2 separate regions of the Drosophila melanogaster genome follow, and region 1 is linked to region 2. Evidence: chromatin contacts called from public Hi-C data. All regions are on one chromosome and are shown on one strand. Each heading gives the region's core, a stretch centred on a gene start, on an enhancer-like site or on the middle of the called end of the contact. The rest is flanking DNA. Distances are from core to core; before and after follow the strand shown.

What was found. Hi-C and Micro-C count contacts between places; a contact is called where the count stands out from the background.
Region 1: a contact with region 2 is called in a Hi-C map of the Kc167 cell line, with 2.7 times the contacts expected there. The contact joins the enhancer-like site here to the promoter of Atf3 in region 2. A contact is called at or near these places in 5 of 107 Hi-C or Micro-C datasets (the Kc167 cell line, the S2 cell line, embryo and 1 more).

Annotation. Positions count from the first base shown.
Region 1 is chrX:2,650,299-2,654,724 of dm6, forward strand. All of the region lies in intron 4 of sgg (shaggy), which reads left to right. Among named protein-coding and RNA genes, the nearest start is that of sgg, 19 kb to the left of the region's middle. Within about 2 kb of position 2,368, at least 32 of the 39 cell types and tissues checked have an H3K27ac peak or open chromatin away from gene starts, as enhancers often do. A contact at or near this core is called in the Kc167 cell line, the S2 cell line, embryo and 1 more, where this site is marked.
Region 2 is chrX:1,273,971-1,278,407 of dm6, forward strand. Atf3 (Activating transcription factor 3) reads right to left here and starts at 1,314. Exons shown (of 5, transcript NM_138988.4): 1 at 456-1,314.

The DNA.
Region 1 (4,426 bases), core at 1,118-3,617, 1.4 Mb after region 2:
CTTGCTTGGCTTTATTGTGCCCGTTTTTGCGGAAACTCGTAGCGCAGCACGAAAAACGCAATTAATTTGTGCGAGAATGTGGAAATGGCGGAAAAGCATTTGCCTTTGTGACGCACCGCTCCTCCTTACATTTTATTTGTGCAGGTGAATGGAATGGAAAAAGGTCTATACTTCTATGACTTAAGTTGTGAGATTACATTATATATATATTATATGGTGTACTTGTATCGCATCGAATGCGCTTTTAACCTTTGCGGTTTAGATTTGGCTTTGGCCATTTGCTGTTCTTTTGTTGGTGGGCTGGCTGTTTGGTTTGCGAGTGGCGAGGCCAGTAAGCCACATTGAAACCAGTTGTGTGGTGTTCGCAACTACGCCGCCCACCAGCCCCTTTACCATCGTTCCCGCCCCCCAATTGGCAAGGCCGATTATCGACCGCTGACCGAAGGCTGCGAAGAAAAAGCAAACAACGAGCCGTTTAGAAAGTTACCAACTGTTTAAGTTGCCTTAATTGATCTGTTGCGTTTATTCCTCGTTTCATTTTGCTGTTTCAGGTTAACGGTCGTGCCTGGCCTTGGCTGCGTTCTATTCCGCTGTGCCAACGCAACGTTTGAAATTTAGCCAGCTAAAAACTGTGCATTTACCCAACTGTAAGGATTTGTATTTGGTTTTTATTGCGCTTAATTTGTTTCGTTGTGGTTATCACCTCCGGGTTTAATTTCACTGTTTCAGGCTAAATCACATTTGGCCTTGACTGTCCGTGATCCATTCCGATTCGTTTCGCCCATTCCACTTAGCACATTGCCTGGCGTCAATTAATTGATCAACAGTAGGAACGTTTTGCATCCAAAAATAGACGCCAAATATTATCACTTGCCTTTTGTCTATTTTTAATGCAAATTGTGTGGGCAGGTAATGGGGAGAAAAGGACGTTTAATCAGCGGCGCGTGGCGTCTAACGAAATTATCGCATGACCAACTAAATCGGCTGCCCCCCCCCCCCTCCCCTCCCCTCCTCAACCACCGATTACACTGAGATTTTTCGCCGCTCGCCAAAACTTTCCAGTCTGCTGCACAACAATGTGAAACGGAACACGAAACGTTCCTCCTCTTCTTGATTCACATATGTGTGCATATATAGACCGACAGACAGACACAAACGTATTTTCTGCGTTTCGTTGCGAATCTTTTGGCGCAATTAGCGTGCACAATTAGCACATCTCTAGTACTCGTAGCGCCGTCCTTTTCCTTCCAGCTCGCTTGCGTGCAAATTTAATTAGCGGCCCATGCTCGACGAGAAAGAGACGGCATGAGATGGGAAGTACTAGATGAATTATTGGATGGAAATTTAATGGCTTCGAGGTGAAGTCTTTTATTCCACGACTCCCAATTATCGATTAAAAAGAGAAAAGAAAGACACACAAATTTTCCACTGGGTCGAGATTTGCAATTAGCACTTCGTTATTTATGCGCCGAATTCATTTTCCGCCTTGCAATTTACCTACGACAAATATAAACATACAGTATTGGGACTAGCACTTAGCGTGAATCCATCAAAAAATCCGCTTATCACTTATCACGTGCTTCCCCAAACGCCCCCGAGTGTCGTCTACGAGTATTTGCGATGTCGTTTGTAACTCGCAGTAAATTTCGACCAGACTTTTGTGGGTCTGGTGGTCCGGTGGCATCTGGTCTGAACCGAATCTGACGCAACTTGACCCAAGTTGCTTGGCATCGATCTTCCAGTGCACTAGCACCTTGGGCGAAAAGTGGGTCTTGCTGTCGCTGTTGGATTTTGTCTGTCTGTGGGGAAATCTTATCGCACGCCATATAGAGTTTTGGGCTCGCCTGCCGTCTGGTGTCATCAAGTCATCAAGTGTCTGCGCCACCTAACAGATACGATGTGTAAAAAACTACTTGAGTGGAATCTTGGTAAAGTTTATTTACTATACCCAGAATAATATTGATTTGGTTTTCTTGCTTTTCTACTCTAGTACTGCGTTCATGCAATGCACTATACTCGCATTTTGTTTCAATTTAAGTTCGCGCTTTTACGAAATCATGAAACCTTACTGCATAAACGTACATAGCGCATGAAGTCGGTGTGTCGGCGAACTTTGTAAGGGGTTATGTGGCTAACTTCTGTGCTTTCGATTTTAAACAATAATGCGGGGAAGCACAATGAAAATGAAACATAACGAGAAACAAGCAACAGAAACAAAAACAAAAACAACACAAAGGCGTTTCATCAAGAAACAGGGGAAGCGGCGAGAAAGAAGCAGAAACTTCAGCATTCGCCTGACGTAAATGCTGCCACGCATTGCGTCATTGTGGGGCTGAAGTGGGAGCGAGAGGGGCTAGACTGTGGGAGTGAGATGGTTGCAACTGCGTGAGAGGGAGAGCAGCTGTCGTTCCTTTTCTCATGAGAGCATTTGTCGGCTTTTTCAGCTCATTAATGATTCGATTTTTCTTTTATATTTTGTGGTTTTGTGTGTGTGTGCCTTTTGTTTTTTTTTTGTTTTGCTGTTGGATGACACATGGTTCACTTATTCAACGAGGGGGGCGGGGGTGTGAGCCAAAAAATAAAAACAAAAAAAAGTGGAGAGATTGTCTATAAATAAACCAACATTTTGGTAAACTTTATGCGGTGCAAGCGCTTTTCTCTGTGATAAACTGTGCGTAATTTTTGTGGGAAAAATGGGAGAAAAATGACGAAAATCTAAATTTCATGGTGACCTGAATTTTTGAGTTCACTATCCTAACGATCGTGCTTATTGAATTGGCTGATGCAATTCATTGATGGCTTGCAAATATTATTATTAAGTTATAAGTTTTTTTTTTTTTTTTTTTTTTGTTATTGTTTTACTTGACTAATAGCTATAAGGGTCTTTAAAAGTCTGGGTTGAAGGCAGTTCGCTGGCTTACTTTTGCATATTTTTTCTTCTTTGTTTTGTTTCTCAGGTTTCTTGGCTCGAGTTTTTGCATTTGGGGGACAACCCAAGTACTTGGAACTCCACATTTAGTCAGCGCTCGTTGAATTTGTCTTGGTTTTTTTCCTTCGGTCGTCTTTGAATGGGTAAAAATGGGCAGTGACTAAGCCAATGTCAATTTAAGTGGCCACTTGAAGTAGTAGAATTGTTTCGACAAAAATCACTGTGTTAAGCAACATAACATAATACATTCAAACACTCTTTCGCTTTATGAGTTGACTCACTGTGTTTTTTGTTTTTTATGCATATTGTGTTTCGTTTTATTTTTACAATCGCAGTCGTCGTGACTTTCCCATAAATTCCAAAAAATAAACAAAAATATTTTGTAATTTCTTATCAATGTGGAAAATGCTTCTTCTCGTCGCTGCCTTGTTTATTTGTTTACATTAAGCAACAACCCAACATTGTTGTTGTTTTGTCATGTAATTATGATAATCAAGTGCAGTAAAAACGAAAACAAAGAACTTGGCAACAAGAAGGGGTTTTTTTTCGAGGGGGTTTTGGGGATTGGCATACGTTCGCATATACATATGTATGGTGTGAGGTTTTTAGAGTGGATTGCCGCTTATCATCGCAAGTTAATCTACTTTCCCAGTTCATATACTCTCGTACACGATCATGTACTCCTATATGTTCTATATGCATACTTAAAAACGACGGGCCATATAGATAGGCGATACATGATCCGAGGTGCTTCAATATAAATAACCCCCAGTCCCATTTCACTCTGTTTCCCGTTCCCAATTAACAGGGAAACGTACTTAGCACAACACACACATGACCAAAGTTCACTTTTGGCTAAGCGTTTTATATTATTTTTGATTAATTAGGCAATTTGCCTGAAGCGTTGTTGTTGCTACTTTTTATTTGCTGATAAGATTGGGCCATGAATTGCGACATGCACGTGTGGTTTTGGCATAAGTCGAGTTCCTCCTGCTTCCGCCCGCCCACCAGAACAGAAGCAAAGCCACTCCAGAATCGGTGCTTTGGTTTGGCGACAACTTGACATTCAGGCCAGCCACCCACCATCCCACCTGGTTGGTCTTTGGTTTTGTTGGTTCGTATCGTATTGAGTGCACGACTAAGGACCGAAAGTGAATTTCAAGTAGAAGGGAGTGGGTTTTTAAGTGGATGAGTGACACGAATAGCGTTATTATTTGATTGGTCATAGTTTCATGGAGTGGAGTGGCTCTCTGAAACTGTTTGGTAGTCTAGCAACATAATATGGGCTCCTCATTTTTTTAGAGCTTATATCTACTATATAGCTTTTCTGGAATGGAATCGAATACTAGAATTGTTAGCTCTTGTTTGCATCAGGGTTCTTTGTGAGTAGTGCTCTCTTTATATTTCCTCGCCTTGAGTTCAATTTATTTTTTTTTTTTTGTTTCCATTGTTTGGCCGTTATCTCTTGCTGCAATTATTGATTTTCAGCTGAAATTA
Region 2 (4,437 bases), core at 64-2,563:
TGCTATCTATCATTCATTACAAACTAACATCTTCGGAGTTCAATCAATGAGTTGTCTTTTAGTGTGGTTATTAAGAAATGAATGATTCTACGCGCAACGAATACCTCGCTCGTATTTACTTTCATTATCAATAGAGCCAATGAATCGGTGAAATGCGAAATCCAAAACGATATGTGGGTACTTGAGTTGAGTATTCCCGACGAATGTATTCAGGTTCGTGGGGATTTCAATGGGTGTTACGTCTTCGCGAACTCCACCCTGACCAGCAAGGGACCTTTGGTCACTGTTCCCTCAATCGGGGAAACTTTTCTAGTCACGAGAGATGGCAATATCGTTTGGGGGATCGAAGACCTTGTTTGCTTGCGGTCAGTTTGCGATAGTGTGCGCAAATGTGTGAGGAAAGTCACGTACTTGGGGCAGGGTCGAGGTGGATAATTTAGGGTTCAGTGTCTCACCTGCTGGAAAATCTCTCTCTCGCTCCAAGAGCAGTTCTGCCCATCTGATTGTCGCTGGTGCGTTTCGTTGGCCTTTCGGCAGGCGGACACCTGTTTGGGCCTCCCTTGCTATCAGTTTTGAATGGGGTCTTTGCGAAAAGGGTGGGGGGACTTGTAACACTTGGTTTTGTACCACTAAAGCGTGATGCTTTTGCAAGGCATTTTGGTAGTTGTTGTTGTTGTTGTCGTTTAAAGCACTTAATGGGTTCAACACTTCAAAAAAATATTATTAAATCTCTTAGATTTTAAGGCGATATTAATTATATGTATTACTATGTACGTTTTTCTTCAATATCGCATTTAACACTTGCGTATCGCGGATTTTTTTTGGGGGGCTTAGTTTGTATTTTTAAGGGGGATTTTGTATTTTCGATTTGTGTTTTTGGTTTGTGTATTTCAGTTTTTAGTTTCCGCTGCGCATTTGTAGCGATTCAGAGTTGCTCACACGATGAATCCAACACGTTGAATAAAAGTTCGAGCGACGTTCAAATTCGCTTAAAGCCAATAAGTCAGCCAGCGGCAGCGACGTCGGCAGAGGAGCGACTGCGCCACAGTGCGATTCTAACGGCGCGAGAACGAAGAAACGGATGGCAACTGAAACGGCCAAAGGCGCGGCCGACCGACCGACCGTCGATGTGCTGTGCTTGTGCTTGTTGTTTGTGTTCTAAGTCGGAGCCGCCATAAAATCTAATAAGAACGGCAGTGCCAGTGTCAGTGGATGTGGATGTGGCTGTGCCTGTGAAACGGGGTGGAGCGGAAAAGGGTGGGTTGGTGGAGCGTCGGCTCGCTGTGGCGGCGTTGCGTTCGAGTCCGGTTGACGCGAAGCACTGCCAACCGACCGACGCGCCGTTTTGACGGCCCGACGGACCGGCGGAACGATTGGCAACGGGCTGCGGCAAACAAATAAACAAACGCACCACAAACATTGCCCAGGGGCGTTGTTACATCCACATGGTGAATGCTCAAGGGGGTATGGCCACGATATAAACTGATATATGTACACATTGCAACTACGATGAAATATTACTCAACAATTATACAGTTAAGATGAGTTATCCCTTACATCTGCAAGATACATTTGGATTGGACACCGACATCCGCCCAGCGTTCATAGATTCCACAGCAAGTGTACTAAATGTAAAACCCCTCATTATCGGACGCAACTGACTTTTGGAAGTGGAAACGGAACAGTAGCGTAGATATCCGAAAATTGAACGCGTATGTGTGCGAGTGCGAGTGTTTGGCTGCTCTACACTAGTCGGCTTTTGTCTGGAAGCAGAGCCGAAAGCAAAAGCCACAAAGCTTCGGCCAAGAAGGCAGAAGAATTTGGGTAGGTGGGGAAATTTGCGAAGCAACGACTACTTATCAAATGGTACATTTTGCCTTTGAGCCGGCGCATTGAGCAGGGAATCTTGTGACCGACCAGCCACTAAACACTAACCACCTCCCACGCCACCCATTTCACTGTCACTTGCGGAACGTTTGGAATCGGAATCGCTGTGCACACTCATGCACACTAGCATTTCAAATGCAGCGACGTCGACAGCGGCGCCGTGACCTTGAAAATGCTTATGTTCAGTCCTTCGCTCACTCTCTTTGGAGCTTAGAAGGCATGCGCAACCGACTGAGTTGCACGATCTGAAAACTGAGCTTGGCTTACACGATCGAAATAAATTTAAGGAGGCCTATAGCCACACATTTGTTAACATACTCGTATGTAATTGTTGCATAAAAGTCCACAGCTCATGGACTGTGATAAGGAAGCCACCGTTATCCGTTATCGGCTATCGGTTATCAGCTAACGGTGCATGAAAAGGTGGCAAAAGACAGACGTGACTAGCTCAACTTGGCCAAAAGGAAGAAGTGGAAGGGGTTGCAAGAAGGTGTAAGGCCATTTCTTAATATCCAATCGCCTTTGCAATGGAAATGTCCGATTGAGATTTAAGCACCGGCAAAAAACGCCGGCTACAATAGCACACGAAAACAATAACAAATGCTCAAGCTGCTGGCGAGAGAGAGAGAGAGAGAGGAAAAGAGAGAGTCCGATGGTGAGAGAGAGGGCACTGCCAACCGGCTGTGTTTATGTTTCATGTCATTCCGTTCCGTTCCTCACTCACTTTGTTTGTCCCACTCACGTTTCCACGCGACCGCCGAAAGAGCGGCGAAAAGCGAAAGCTTCGTGGCGCTTCGTGTGGACTCGTCCGCCTTCGGCCCCCTGAATGTACAGTGTGTTCTAAAAATAGAGCCTGACTCGCATCATACGCGGACCCCATTCGCCGACGATCTCGTCACCTGCTCGCCGATTGGCCAGCGGGCTCCAATAAAGCCAAAAGCAACAATAGCAAAAGCAATAGCAATAGCCACAACAGCTTTGAGAAAATACGAGTGTTGGAAGCAACACAGAAAAGTTCTATCTCGCCGTCGTCGCTGTTGGCATCTAATAGCGAATTTATAAAGGAATAAAATGAGCATTAAAAAGTGCCAAACGGCGCGGGCGAGCACATGGACGTCGGGTTGGTATTGCGGGGGTACTGGCAGGCATTGGGGTTCGGGCTCGCAACGGTGGTGCGGTGGCATATGGAAATTGATGCAGCATCTGCGCCGTCCGAAGCGTGCCAAAAATTGCCCCAATGAAAGTGCCTGGCGGAGCACAGTGGAGTTCGATCCAATAGGACTCTCTTTCGTGACCGAGCAAAACTAGGCATTAATAGCTTGTCCTTGAAATTTCCATAAAAGCGAACACATTCATAAATTTTACATTTGTTTCTACCAAGCCCATCCACACTGCTGCTAGTCACTTGCGCGCCATAGTACCCACCGGCCTCCGAGTGGACCGCACTTGTATGTACGTCCATACATATACATGCATATGTAGCTTTCCCACACCGAGTGGGCACAGCGAAGATTACAAGCGACGTTTCTGTGGCCGCTGTGCGCCTGTTCGCACCTCGCAACTGCAGTGGGAGAAGCTCAGCCATGTGCGTGTGTGGGTGTGCAGTCGGGCTTGGGGTTGGGGTTAGGTTCCCCGCTCATCCAACTCTCCCTGGACGACAATTTGAGTTGTCAGTTGTTGCTGCACTCGCATTTACAGCCAAAGCTTTGCCTTAATGAATTACTGAATTGTGTTATGTAAGGGAACAAGGAACGGGCCTTCTCGGGGAATCGACCCGGGTAACACCCAGTACATCCTCCGATAGGTCCAGTGAATCCCTTTCTGGGGTTCGTGTAGAGCAGAGGTTAATCACTTCCAGCGACTATTTCTGTGCGCTCTCTTCATTTGTATATATGTATGTACAAATGTAAATGCAAAATAGAATTAATCATTGCACACTAACAAAACCCATAAAAAATCAACTTAACAGCAATTAAGAGTGTCTAGGTCGCTGGGTCGTCTTGCTGATACCCAACACTCAAGTGGGTTATTTACGTATCTGCTCCCTGGACTCGTTGGGATCTAACAAAGTCAATCTAAAGATAATCACCAAAATGTATGTTCGTGGTGGTAGGATGTGGGGTAACCTCATAACCAGTTGAATAATAATAATGCATATATTTCACATGTACCGAATACAACGGGATAAGGAAGACAGATTGCTAGGTAGACTTTAAAATGGCTCGTATTTTTTCGGGACGCCCATCACTTACTTTATGGCTTTTCTCAGTTTGTCTCTGGCGACCCGCCCCCTTCATGACCTAAGCAAAAACTGCAATGGCGAATGACTTTGTGGCAATAATTAGACACTAACTGAAGTAATATCGCTACGGCAGAGAAGCGTGCGACGCAAAAGGCGAATTAGAAGTCAAATTTGCATACTGATCAATCGGCCGATCGATGCGATGCGATGGATTTCGGTTGGGGGGATCTCTGGGGGGAACTTAGGGTACGCGACTCATAATCTGATGAATGCACGCCGGGCGGGATGTCCAGAAGCGGAAATGCCGG